2 separate regions of the Sus scrofa genome follow, and region 2 is linked to region 1. A link is a contact called in public Hi-C data. All regions are on one chromosome and are shown on one strand. Each heading gives the region's core, a stretch centred on a gene start, on an enhancer-like site or on the middle of the called end of the contact. The rest is flanking DNA. Distances are from core to core; before and after follow the strand shown.

Evidence for each region. A called contact is a pair of places that touch in the nucleus more often than the background predicts.
Region 2: a contact with region 1 is called in a Hi-C map of mesenteric adipose tissue, with 1.9 times the contacts expected there. The contact joins the promoter of TMEM128 here to the promoter of ZBTB49 in region 1. A contact is called at or near these places in 1 of 5 promoter capture datasets (liver) and 4 of 47 Hi-C or Micro-C datasets (heart right ventricle, liver, mesenteric adipose tissue and 1 more).

What each region holds. Positions count from the first base shown.
Region 1 is chr8:6,077,779-6,083,386 of Sscrofa11.1, forward strand. ZBTB49 (zinc finger and BTB domain-containing protein 49) reads right to left here and starts at 3,526. Exons shown (of 8, transcript XM_003128851.6): 1 at 3,403-3,526. It overlaps LYAR (cell growth-regulating nucleolar protein), which reads left to right and starts at 3,554. Exons shown (of 9, transcript XM_003128852.4): 1 at 3,554-3,718.
Region 2 is chr8:6,112,303-6,117,910 of Sscrofa11.1, forward strand. TMEM128 (transmembrane protein 128) reads left to right here and starts at 2,690. Exons shown (of 5, transcript XM_003128854.4): 1 at 2,690-2,830; 2 at 4,859-5,000. The coding sequence starts at 2,734.

The DNA.
Region 1 (5,608 bases), core at 2,276-4,775:
TGCCTGAATTCCTGACCCAAGAAACTGTGATTTAAATAAATCAGTTTTTAATGCACCACGTTTTGGAATTGTTTGACAACAGCAGTAGATAACCTGGCCAGAGCTACAGAGGACAGAAACAGCTAAAAAGAAACAGGTCATCAACAAGGGGCAGCACTGGGATTTAAATCCAGGGAATTTGACTCCAAAGCCCCCAGGCTTAAGCACCTCCCTGCATCACAAGCAACGGCTCAGAGGCCTCCCTTGGATCAAGTCAGGGGCCTCTTCAGTCTCTCACCTGTGCCTGATTATCCAGGTGACGCCAGAGATAGGCAGCAACGTAGAGCACGGCACACGCGAGGATGAAGGCGTGCCACACGGGTGTTATGCTGTGATACAAGAGCACGGGGCTCTGTCTTTGCAGCTAACTCACTTTGTGACAAGGAATGAAAATCTTCTGTCTTGTGGACCAGTGTATCTTTGGTATCTAGAACAGTGCCTTGGCCACAGTAGGTGCTAAATACAGGGCTTACGGATGGATGGAGACTCTGGGCCTAGGTTTTCTCATCCGTGAAAATGGAGGGGGCCCCCCATTGGGTTAGATCATCTTTAAGGTATCTTCCTGTGCTAAATGCTACAAGTCTTATACCAAGAATGGGATGCTGGAAAGATGGACTGAATGATGGCATCGAAAGGAATGGAAATATGGGAAAAGAGAAAAAGGAAAATACAAGAAAAAGCTTAGGAGTTTCCATCGTGGCACAGCAGAAACAAATCCGACTAGGAACCATGAAGTTGCGGGTTCAATCCCTGGCCTTCTTCAGTGGGTTAAGGATCTGGTGTTGCCATGAGCTGTGGTGTAGGTCACAGACATGGCTCGGATCTGGCGTGGCTGTGGCTGTGGCGTAGGCCGGCGCCTATAGCTCCAGTTAGATCCCTAGCCTGGAAACCTCCATATGCTGCGGGTGTAGCCCTAAAAAACAAAAACAAAGAAAAAAGCTTAAACAGATGTAAATAAAGATGTGCTTCTAAAAGGAACAAGAGCCAAAATGGAATTTTATTCTGTAGAGAGGTCTCCTAGAGCAAAAGGCTTTCTGTTCTGTGGGCCAATTTACTAACTGGCCAAACACCAAAGGGAAGAATTACAGAAGTCTGTCCAGTGAGGCTGTTGAAAGATTACTTCTCCGAGGGTCCACAGATCACACACCTCAGCACTGTGCTTGCCTTAGAGGGGTCCCACCTTCCTCTCTGGCCATGATGTTTTTCAAATGACTTAATCCCTGCCCCCCCCCACCCCCGCCAACCTATCCCTGATGACAAAAGCACTGGCTACCTGCAAACGAGCCTGGACTCCTGTCTTGACTTTATGATGACTCTACGATGCTATGCGGACCAATACAGTTAAAAGTGTGGCTACTATGTGCAAGACACTGTGGTCTTAGGATGGAAGGTTCCTTGCCCTCCACAGGCCGTGTCTCAGGGTCTGCATCATTCACTTAACTTTACAGTGTCCACGCCATGCCAGGCACTGAGGCACGATGGTGAACAGCTCAGATGTGGTCATCCTCCATCTACATCAAGTGTCAGTTCAGTGGAAGAAACAAGAATAGCACTGTCCTGGAGATATTAAATGGGGGAGGCACAAATTAATCTGGGGGACAAGGATCAGAAGAAAAGTTTCTTGGAGAAGAGACATCTATGCTGAAACCTGAAAGTTAAGTTTGCCAGGGAAAGAGCAAAGAGAGCTCACTCTGATTTTTCAAGGGGAGCAAATGAAAAAAAAAAAAAGATGCTGGAGAGCACAAATAACGATGCAGGACACAGGTGCCCTGCACATAAATCCACCCCAAGCACCCAGCTTTTAAACCCCTTCACCATTCTGTCACTGCTGTTGGAGAAGATTTCCTTCTTTGCCCATTCTGGCAAATTCTTTCTTTTATGGACCAAACTGTGTTCCCCCCAAATCCATACGACAAAGTTAACCCCCAGTACCTCAGCGTGACTGCGTTTGGAGATGCGGCTTTAAGGAGGAGATTAAGTTAAAATGGGAGTTGGGGGTGGACCCTTAGCCAATCTGACTGATATTCTCATAAGAAGAAATCCAGGGAGTTCCCGTCGTGGCTCAGTGGTTAACGAATCCGACTAGGAACCATGAGGTTGTGGGTTTGATCCCTGGCCTTGCTCAATGAGGTTAAGGATCTGGCGTTGCCATGAGCTGTGGTGTAGGTTGCAGGGCAGCTCCCCAACCAGTCAGTCAGTCACTCCGGGTGGCCTTGCTGTGGCTCTGGCATAGGCTGGCGGCTACACTCTAATTGGACCCCTAGCCTGGGAACCTCCATATGCCGCGGGAGCGGCCCAAGAAATGGCAAAAAGACAAAAAAAAAAAAAAAGAAGAAGAAATCTGGACGCAGCCACCAAGAAACCAAGGATGGGCATATAGGTAGAAGGGACCACGTAAGAATGCAGCCAGAAAGCGGGCATCCAGGGGCCAACAAGAGGCACCCTCAGAAGGAACCAAACCTGCTGACACCTTGCTCTTGGACTTCTAGTTCCCACAGTGTGCGAAAATAAATGCATTTTGTTCAAGCTCCCCCCGCCCCCGCCCACCCCACCCTCCGGCCAGGCTATGGTATTTTGTGATGGTGGCCCTCGCATACATTCTTACACCCTCCGTTCCAGGCCCAACACTGCGCACCTCCAGAGCGACACCCTCCTTAGGGCTAATGCTTCTCACGATTCCCTGTTTACACCCCGTTCAACTTTCATTCATCATTTAAGCAGCTCACAACTTGGGCAACCACTGCTGTGCGCCGGGCCTGTCTCCAGGGCTAAGAAGAGCAGCCAAGCGATGAAGCGGCAGGCGCTCTACTGAGTGCTTTAGGTTCACCAACTCATGAAATCCTACAAGAACCGCACGAAGGAGGTACTCTTACTACACCTGTTTTAGAGACGCGGGACCGCGGCACAGAGAAGTCGCATGGCAGTGAGACCCGGCCGGGCGCTCCGTAGTCTCAGCACTACTCTCAAGTGCACTGCGATGGAAGGAGCCGGGAGTCGGTCGGGAAGGGACCCGCAGCTTCCCGCGGGCGCAGCCCCGGCGGCCGGGAGCAACGAGCGGGAGGAGGCCGGGTGGGAACGCGGGTGGGGCTTCCAGGCCGAGGGAGCTGCAAGGGGGGTAGGGCCCCGCTCCAGGACCCTGACTCGGCCTTGGCGTTTCTGAGTTAGAGCACGGCGCGGCCGCAGGCTAATTCCCGCGCGACCCGGCAGCTGCACTGACTCTCGCGCTGCCCCAGGATGCGCGAGGGGCGGCGGGTCCCTGCCCTGCCCGGCCCTGAGGCGCCCAGCCGGACTCCGAAACGCTCCCACAGCGCCGGCCCTGCAAGCCCTCGCGAGGCCGGCCTCCCGACCCGGCGCCCACCTTACCCTCGGAGGCCGCTGCCCGCCCCGCCGCCTCCTCTTCACCTGCGGCCGCCGCCCTCAGCGCAGCTCGCGGGGCAACGCCGGCAGCGGAACCATCCCGACAACGCCCCCTCCGCCGCCGGCCCCGCCCTCCGGCTTCCGGTGGCGTCACTTCCGCTAAGGGGGTGTGGCCGCGGCGCGCAAGCGCGGGAGGTTTCAGAAGCGAATTCTGCGCGGGGAAGCTCGAGCGGGAGGTGGCAGCTCTGCTGGGCGGGCGGCGGCGGCGATTCCACGTGCTCCCCGCGGCCGGTTGAAACCGTTGGCGGGCGCTGGCTGAGAGGTAAGGGGCGGTGTCCCAGAGTCCGACCTAGGAGGCTGGGGCTCAGAGGTTGGGGCAGGGGGTGAGCCGCGGCCGATGCCTGCGTCTCCACGGTTAAGAGCCCCTCTTGGCTTGCACGCATGGAAGGAGGAAATGCGTTCAGATCTTTCTCTTATTCTGGGAAAATGAAAGGAGCCCTGGACTTAGAATGGCCAGTTCCTCTGGGTTTTAAAATGGAAAGGTTCTCATGCTGCGAATCCACAGAGGGGGTTCCAACCAGGATGGTTGATCCCCACCGAACTGGGCTGCAGGCTTGCCACCTGTTGGAGAGAAGGCGCTTTTCTTCTTTTAGTCTTGGGGAGCCCAGTCCCCGAGGAGGAGGCCTTAGGGCATAGTGGTTGAGGGCACGGACTTAGGGCCCGTTCGCTGCATGGGAATCCAGATTTGCCACTAACTGGATGCGTGACCATCTGCAAGTTAGTGAACCTGGTCTGTCGGAAGGAAGTAGTATAGACCTAACTCAGGACTTGTGAGGATTACATGAGCACAAACAGCAGGGGTTGGAACATAGTAGATGCCCAATAAATGCCAGGATTTTCTGCAGCGCCTGCCTCTGAGGACACCTTAGGGGAATGAGGTGGGGTGTGGGTATTTGCCAGGCTGCTTTTCTTACAGAGGGCCCACCAGGGACTTCCTGGCCCATCGTCTCCAGTCCCCCAGTGCCTAGCTTAGGGCTTGAAACGGGTAGGGTTCCACAGAGTTACTATACCCCAGTGAAGGAAGGCTCTTTAAATCAGTGCTGGTGATGTAGTGTGTGGGAGGGTATGAGATTGGAACTTGTAGGTAGAGAGACAGGGCTTGATTTCTTACAGCCTCATTTAGGTCATCTGCGAAGTGGAGATGCGTGAGTTTTTGCAAAGAGCAAGGGAGTGTTAAGTGCAGTCCAGACCCTCGTTACCCCACGTTCGTTCTGGGATTTAGGCGTGAAGATGGATGTTTTGTACTTGTCTCTTCTTTCCTTCCAACACATCCTTGCTGTTCCAAGAATGGAATACCAGATGGGGGATGAGAGAACTGAAGTTCAGCGGGGACAGTGACTAGCTCAAGGTCAGGGTGCTCACTGGGGGCTCTTGACAGCTTAGCCCCTTAGGTGGGCTGTTTTGGTGGTGATGGTAGCCATGGGGCTTGGGTCTGCATATGAAAGAAGGTTTTAAGAATAGTTCCTTTTTTTTTTTTTTTTTTTTTGTCTTTTTGTCTTTTTTGTTGTTGTTGTTGTTGCTATTTCTTGGGCCGCTCCCGCGGCATATGGAGGTTCCCAGGCTAGGGGTTGAATCGGAGCTGTAGCCACCGGCCTACACCAGAGCCACAGCAACGCGGGATCCGAGCCACGTCTGCAACCTACACCACAGCTCACGGCAACGCCGGATGGTTAACCCACTGAGCAGGGGCAGGGACCGAACCCGCAACCTCATGATTCCTAGTCGGATTCGTTAACCACTGTGCCACGACGGGAACTCCTTTTTTTTTTTTTTTTTAACTTGCTAAAAAAATATGTAGGGAGGAAGTTTTAAAAAACCATTCCGAATCCAATCCCAGAACCAAACTTGAGCTCCTGTGATTAGGGAACAGAGTCCTAGTGAGGCCTCCATGGGGTGGGGAGCCAGAGGAGACTGGAGTGAGTTTATGAAGATAAATGGGTGGGTTGAGGGTCATATTTAAAGAAGCATGAGTTTGGAGGGGACTGGGAGCAATGTCAGTGATGGGCACATTAATAGATCACAAGAAATTCTACCACTGGGTAAGGAGGAATCCTTCGCATCTGATATTTAACTTTTCCACACCAGGCTCTTAAGATAGACATGAGACCCATTTTCAGATAAACAGATTCTGCAAAGTCTGGGTAGCTTGAAG
Region 2 (5,608 bases), core at 1,440-3,939, 34 kb after region 1:
CCTCCCTGAGAGCGGGATCAGTCTTCTGAGAACACTGCAGGACCACTACCAAAGGGAAAAAAGGTGGTTTCTCAGAAGAGCTGTCAGGTGGACACATGTCTGCCCACACCAGAGACCAGAGTTAATTGTGACTAAGGGTCAAAGTGAAAATCTGCGTAATGGAATCCCAGCTGCACACCTGGTGTTTGCAAGGCGCTGGGGAGCTACTGAGACATGGCTGAGCTCCCAATCAAATAGGAGAGCTCAAGCCAACGAAAAATTGCAATGAAGAATAATGGAGCCCAAGCAGAGGGAAGTAAGCAGGAGCCAGATCCAGAAGACCTGGCAAACCTAATTAAGTAGCAGTGAATAATAACTACCATGCTTGAATATGTCAGGCACTAGGCTGAACAATCAGCATCCATTTGGAGTTCCCTGGTGGCCTAGTGGCTAAGGACTTGATATTGTCACTGCTGTGGCTTGGGTTTACCCCGTGGCCAGAGAGCTTCTACTTGTCAAGAGCATGGCCTAAAAGCCAAAGCAAAAGAATCAGCATACATTTATCTTCACTCTGGTACCCATTTTATCACAGATGACGAAATGGACACTTAAAACAACAAAATAACTCGCCCAAGGACCCAGAGGGATGGAGCCAGGGTTCAATAATCTATAAAAACCTTGAACTTAACCACATTACTAAGAGGAGGCCGGCAAAGGTCACAGTCAAGTTTATTTTCCTCCACAAGCAATCCACGCTGAAAATGAAATTTCTTGGTCAGCCGCAATCGGCTCTCATAGATCTATAGCATCAAGACACACGGTACACGCACTGAAGAACTTATTTCATGGGCCCATCAATGAGGATGTGGTCATTAAATATGGGATTTTCTCCAACTTGCTTTTAACTATCATGAATACAGTCTGCAAGTAGTGTATTTAAAATACCAGGGGAAAAAAACCTGAAAGGAGTTCAGATCCAAATACAAAGGCCCTGAAACCACCAAAGGGGAAATTGATCTGACCCGAACATACTACACATGGAAACCCTGGAATTGCTGCGGTGCTCTTGGGGATATTCAGTTACAAGGGAGACCCAGCACTGACCTTTCTGAAAGGAGACAATCAACAGAAGACTGTATTTGATAGGAGGAGTTCACTTCCTGTTCACAAGGCTTCTAACCCTCTAACCCTGTACAAGAGAAAAGGGGGGGGGGTGGCAAAGACCCCAGTTGGCTTTAAGAGATGAACTCTGGTTCTTTAGGAGTCTGAAAAGAAAAAGAAGAAAACAGAACAGCAAAAAGGAGGTATTGTGTAGAAAGGCCATATGATCCACCCAGCTGTTAATCCTTTGCTCCAAGGGTTTGCTAGAAAGGATGAAGAAATGAAAGAAATAAACCCGTAAAAACTTGACATTCTCTTCTTGAATATGTATTACATGTCTTCTGCAGACATTACATAGAGAAGATATTAAAGAGTGCCTACTAATTCAAATTTTACTTCCTGGCTGGCTTTTCTGGACATCCATCCATGCATTTAAACCACCTCAAACCTTCCCCCAGGTCCCTGTACACCCTAGCGGAATGAAGGGGTGCCCTTTATCCGGTGCTCCCATAACCCCATAGACAGATGTCTTTATGGCACTGGATGGAAATCATCTCCTTCACTAGATTCTAACTTCCTTTCAGTCCTCAGCATTTTAGCAGGTGCAGCTGCTGAGAAAATGTTTGTTGACCGAATTACCTAAAGGCTTCTGTACATTTATAAACAACTGCTCTATACTGCAGTGAGACTCTGTGGTCATCTTTGGCCACGGAGTTCCTCAAGTTCAGTGTCATGTCTTAGCTCACCTCCACTGCCTAGCAAGGTGCCTAACAGCTCCTAGCAGGTAGTAGGTGCTCCGCCAACGTTTGAATGGCTAAGGCCAAAATTTCTCAACACATGACACGATAAGAAGGATGCAGGAGAGTAGTAAATGAAATTAGTGATGGAGGAAAACTTGTGAATTACTTTTTCAGTTTGTGAGTGTCAGTGATGGGAAAGTGTAAATTTAGCTTCCCATGTTTCCGGCTGGAGGCAATTACTCACAAGTCGGAAGAAGGGGACGAACACTAACCACATACAGGTGCTTCACATTTAAACCCTAGAACAAGTCCATGAGGCAGGTATGATCCCCATTGTGCAGAAGAGGGGTTAGGCCCAGAGAAGTTTCTTTCTCGCCCGGCCCAGCCTCCCCTGTAGACTCCTGGGCTTGGCCCAGCAGACCTTTCCCCTTCCTGGGTTGCCTCCGACCCTTCTAGGTCTAGCTGGGCGATTCCGGAGGAGCGGGAGGAGAAAAGACGCTGGGGTTGAGATGCTCTGGACAGAGAGGAGCTAGGGAGGGTTGTGGACTCAGCAAAAGGAGCCAAGCGCCACGCAGAGCGGTGTATCCCCGCCCGCGCGCTTTCTCCGGCATCGCTATGCTTGGTCCTTCTGGGCCTCCGTAGTTGGGAACAAATGAGAAAAGTCTAGGAGAGAAAGGATCGAGATATTGAAATTCAAATTCAAATCGTGTTTGTGGATTTGAGCACCGGCAGTGCGAGGCCAACGCTAACCCACGTTCTCATCCACTAAAACCGCGAAGACACCATAGGCTCCACCCCTCACGGAAGGAACCCCCCCCCGCCGGGGAGCCGACGCCGGAAGTGCTGGGGAGCCCACGCCGGAAGTTCCGGTGCGCTCGACGCCACTTCCGCCAAGTTTCTGGGCGGTGCCAAGATGGACGCCTTACGAGCTCGGGAGCAGCTCCGGCGGCGATACCTCTTTCCCCCGGACGCGGAGGTTCCGCTGGATCGCGACAACTACCCCAGGCCGGGTAAGGCGTTCCTTTGGGCGCGCTCCGAATCTCGCCGTGGTTCCCTAAAGCTAGGCCCCCGGAAACGGCCGGCCCAGGGGGCCTTCCATAGTCCTACTCAGGAGGGACTGGGTTTCGTTTTTTCAAGGCTGCCCAGGTAGTTTTGCAAGTTGGGTATTTAGTGTCATAGAAGATTTTTAGAGCTAATGTAGCCCTGCGCATCTTAATGTCAGCTGCGCTCCAGGATTCCCAGGAGAGCTGGCCTAATGCCTGTTTGGCAATATCCAGTAAAATAAAAAATATTCCCCTGGAGTTCCCGTTGTGGCTCAGAGGGTTAAGAACCCGACTAGTATCCATGAGGATGCGGGTTGGATCCCTGGCTTCGCTCAGTGGGTTAAAATCGCTGCAAGCTGTATGTGTAGGTCGCAGATGTGGCTCGGCTCTGGCGTGGCTGTGGTGTAGGCCGGCACTTGCAGCTCCTATAGGACCCCTGGCCTGGGAACTTCCATGTGCCAGCAGGTGCGGCCCTGAAATGAAAATAAAATTTAAAGATGCCCACCGGTTGTATTTCTAAGAATCTATCAAAGAAACGTACTTTAGCACTACACGAGGATGTGGGTACCAAGTGTTTCATCTTAGCATAACTTGTAATAGCAAACAGTTGGGAACATCCGGTTAACCATCAGCGAGGAGCTACTTAAATGCACTTGAATGTCTCCATGCATGACATAGCAGGTAGACTTTTGTATACTAGTGTGGCTGACTTTTCAAGGGAAGGTGCAGAACGAGGCACGGTATGCCCCCATTTGGGTACAAACCTGGTAACATGTGATGTGTGTTCATCTGTAGATGCATAGAATATGCAAGAATTCAGTAGAAGTTGATACTGGGAGTTGCTTGGGGGCTGGGGAACTGGGGTTAATATAGCAGAGATTTCATCTTAGATCTTTTTGTCCTGTATGTTGTAAACCTTGTATGTTTATTACCTTGAAAAGATAAACACGGAAAACATCATGCCTCGGCATTCTGGTTCATGCATTTTGATAGTGTCTCTGAGAATCTGTTTTATGAATAAGTTTCCCAGGAATTCTGGTGATCCGCTAATGGCCAGAAACCTCAGATGCATGCCAGGGGTTCTCACAGGAGCTGAGAGTGTGTCACATACCTGGGGCACTTGTTAGGCCTCATTTGACACAACCCCAAGCCACCTGTTGTTTCAGAGCTGGTCCCAAATGGACAGAATTTGACGTGTCCATCACTGCTTAGACAGTACTCTGTGGGGACTGCACCTCCAGGGTGCTGTTTCTACTTTTAAGCTGCCTCAAAAGGTTGTGCTTGTTTAAAATAATTATAGTACGTGGTTGTGAGTAATATTTTTTGGAAAATCACAAGTCCATTTTGGGTTCTAATATATGCCACTTGCATTTTTCTTAATTAACAGGATTTTTAGTCACTTTCCTAGGCTCTATATGAAACATAACATAAAGTCCCCTACACTACCAAGATAGCATTATTTTTCCCAAAAGAGTATATAAATAAGTTTGATTCCAAAATTCATTTAAGGGGAAAAAAAAGTTGACTGTAGTGAACATATATTTATCAAACTCCTATTAATTATTGCTAAAAATAAAAACCGATTTTGATGTTTTTACAGACCTTGGTACTATAATGGGAGAGAATCTAGTTCTTACAAAGCCCTAGGGGGAGTTCCTGTTGTTCATGGTTCAGCAGAAACAAATCCGACTAGTATCCATGAGGATGTGGGTTCCATCCTTGGCCCTGCTCAGTGGGTTAGGGATCTGGCGTTGCCTTGAGCTGTGGTGTAGGTTGCAGATGCAGCTCACATCCTGTGTGGCTGTGGCTGTGGCATAGCCAGCAGCTGTAGCTCCAGTTTTGCCCCCTAGCCTGGGAACTTCCATATGCCACAAGTGTGGCCCTAAAAAGCAAAAAAAAAAAAAAAAAAAAAGCCCCGGGAAGTGATTAGGTTAATTTAATTTTTCCTATGAAGTCAATGGTTTCTTGATAAGTTGAACTCTCCCTTGTTTGCAGAAACCTCTTCAGCTGTTGAGAAAAAGGAGAAACCTCTTCCAAGACTCAATATCCATTCTGGATTCTGGATTTTGGCATGCATTGTTGTGACCTATTATGTTGATTTCTTTAAAACCGTTAAAGAAAACTTTCACACCAGTAGGTAAGGAAACTTGCTTCATAAATCACACACTTATTTTTCATGTTGCATTTTGCCACTTGGGTTCTTCAGATGCTTAGTAAGCACCTGCTTTCTGTCAGGCTCGGTGTTGGAGGTGCTAGTGATACAAGGTTGGAGGGAGTGCGTGTCTGGGCACGTACAGCTGTGGATGAGACTGGAGGTGATTTCAGTGGGGCTTTGCAGCAGGGTGTTTTGTAGGATGAGGATGATAGCGAATTTTAAAAGGTCCTAATCCGTTTGTAAAACATGGGGAGAGCATGGCTGACCGAAGGTGTTTAAGAAGGTAATGTTTAGGAGCCCTGGGAGGAGGGCCTCTGATTGTGGTGGGTGGGTATCGGGTCTCAGAGACTGGCTACTACGGCTGATTAGGTAACTGCCCGTACAGGGTACAGGCCGAGGCTGAATTAGAGTTGAGGTCATTGGTGGGAGAGGCCAGGAGCTTTGAGGCGGGATGTCAGACAGTCCATCATTCGTGAGCATTGAAATCCTTTAGTGTAGTCTCGGGAGTTGACACGGAGGGGACACTTCAGAGTCCTCACTGAGCAATGGAGAGTGTCCGGAGGCCCCCAGGTAACGGAGGAGGAGGGGTT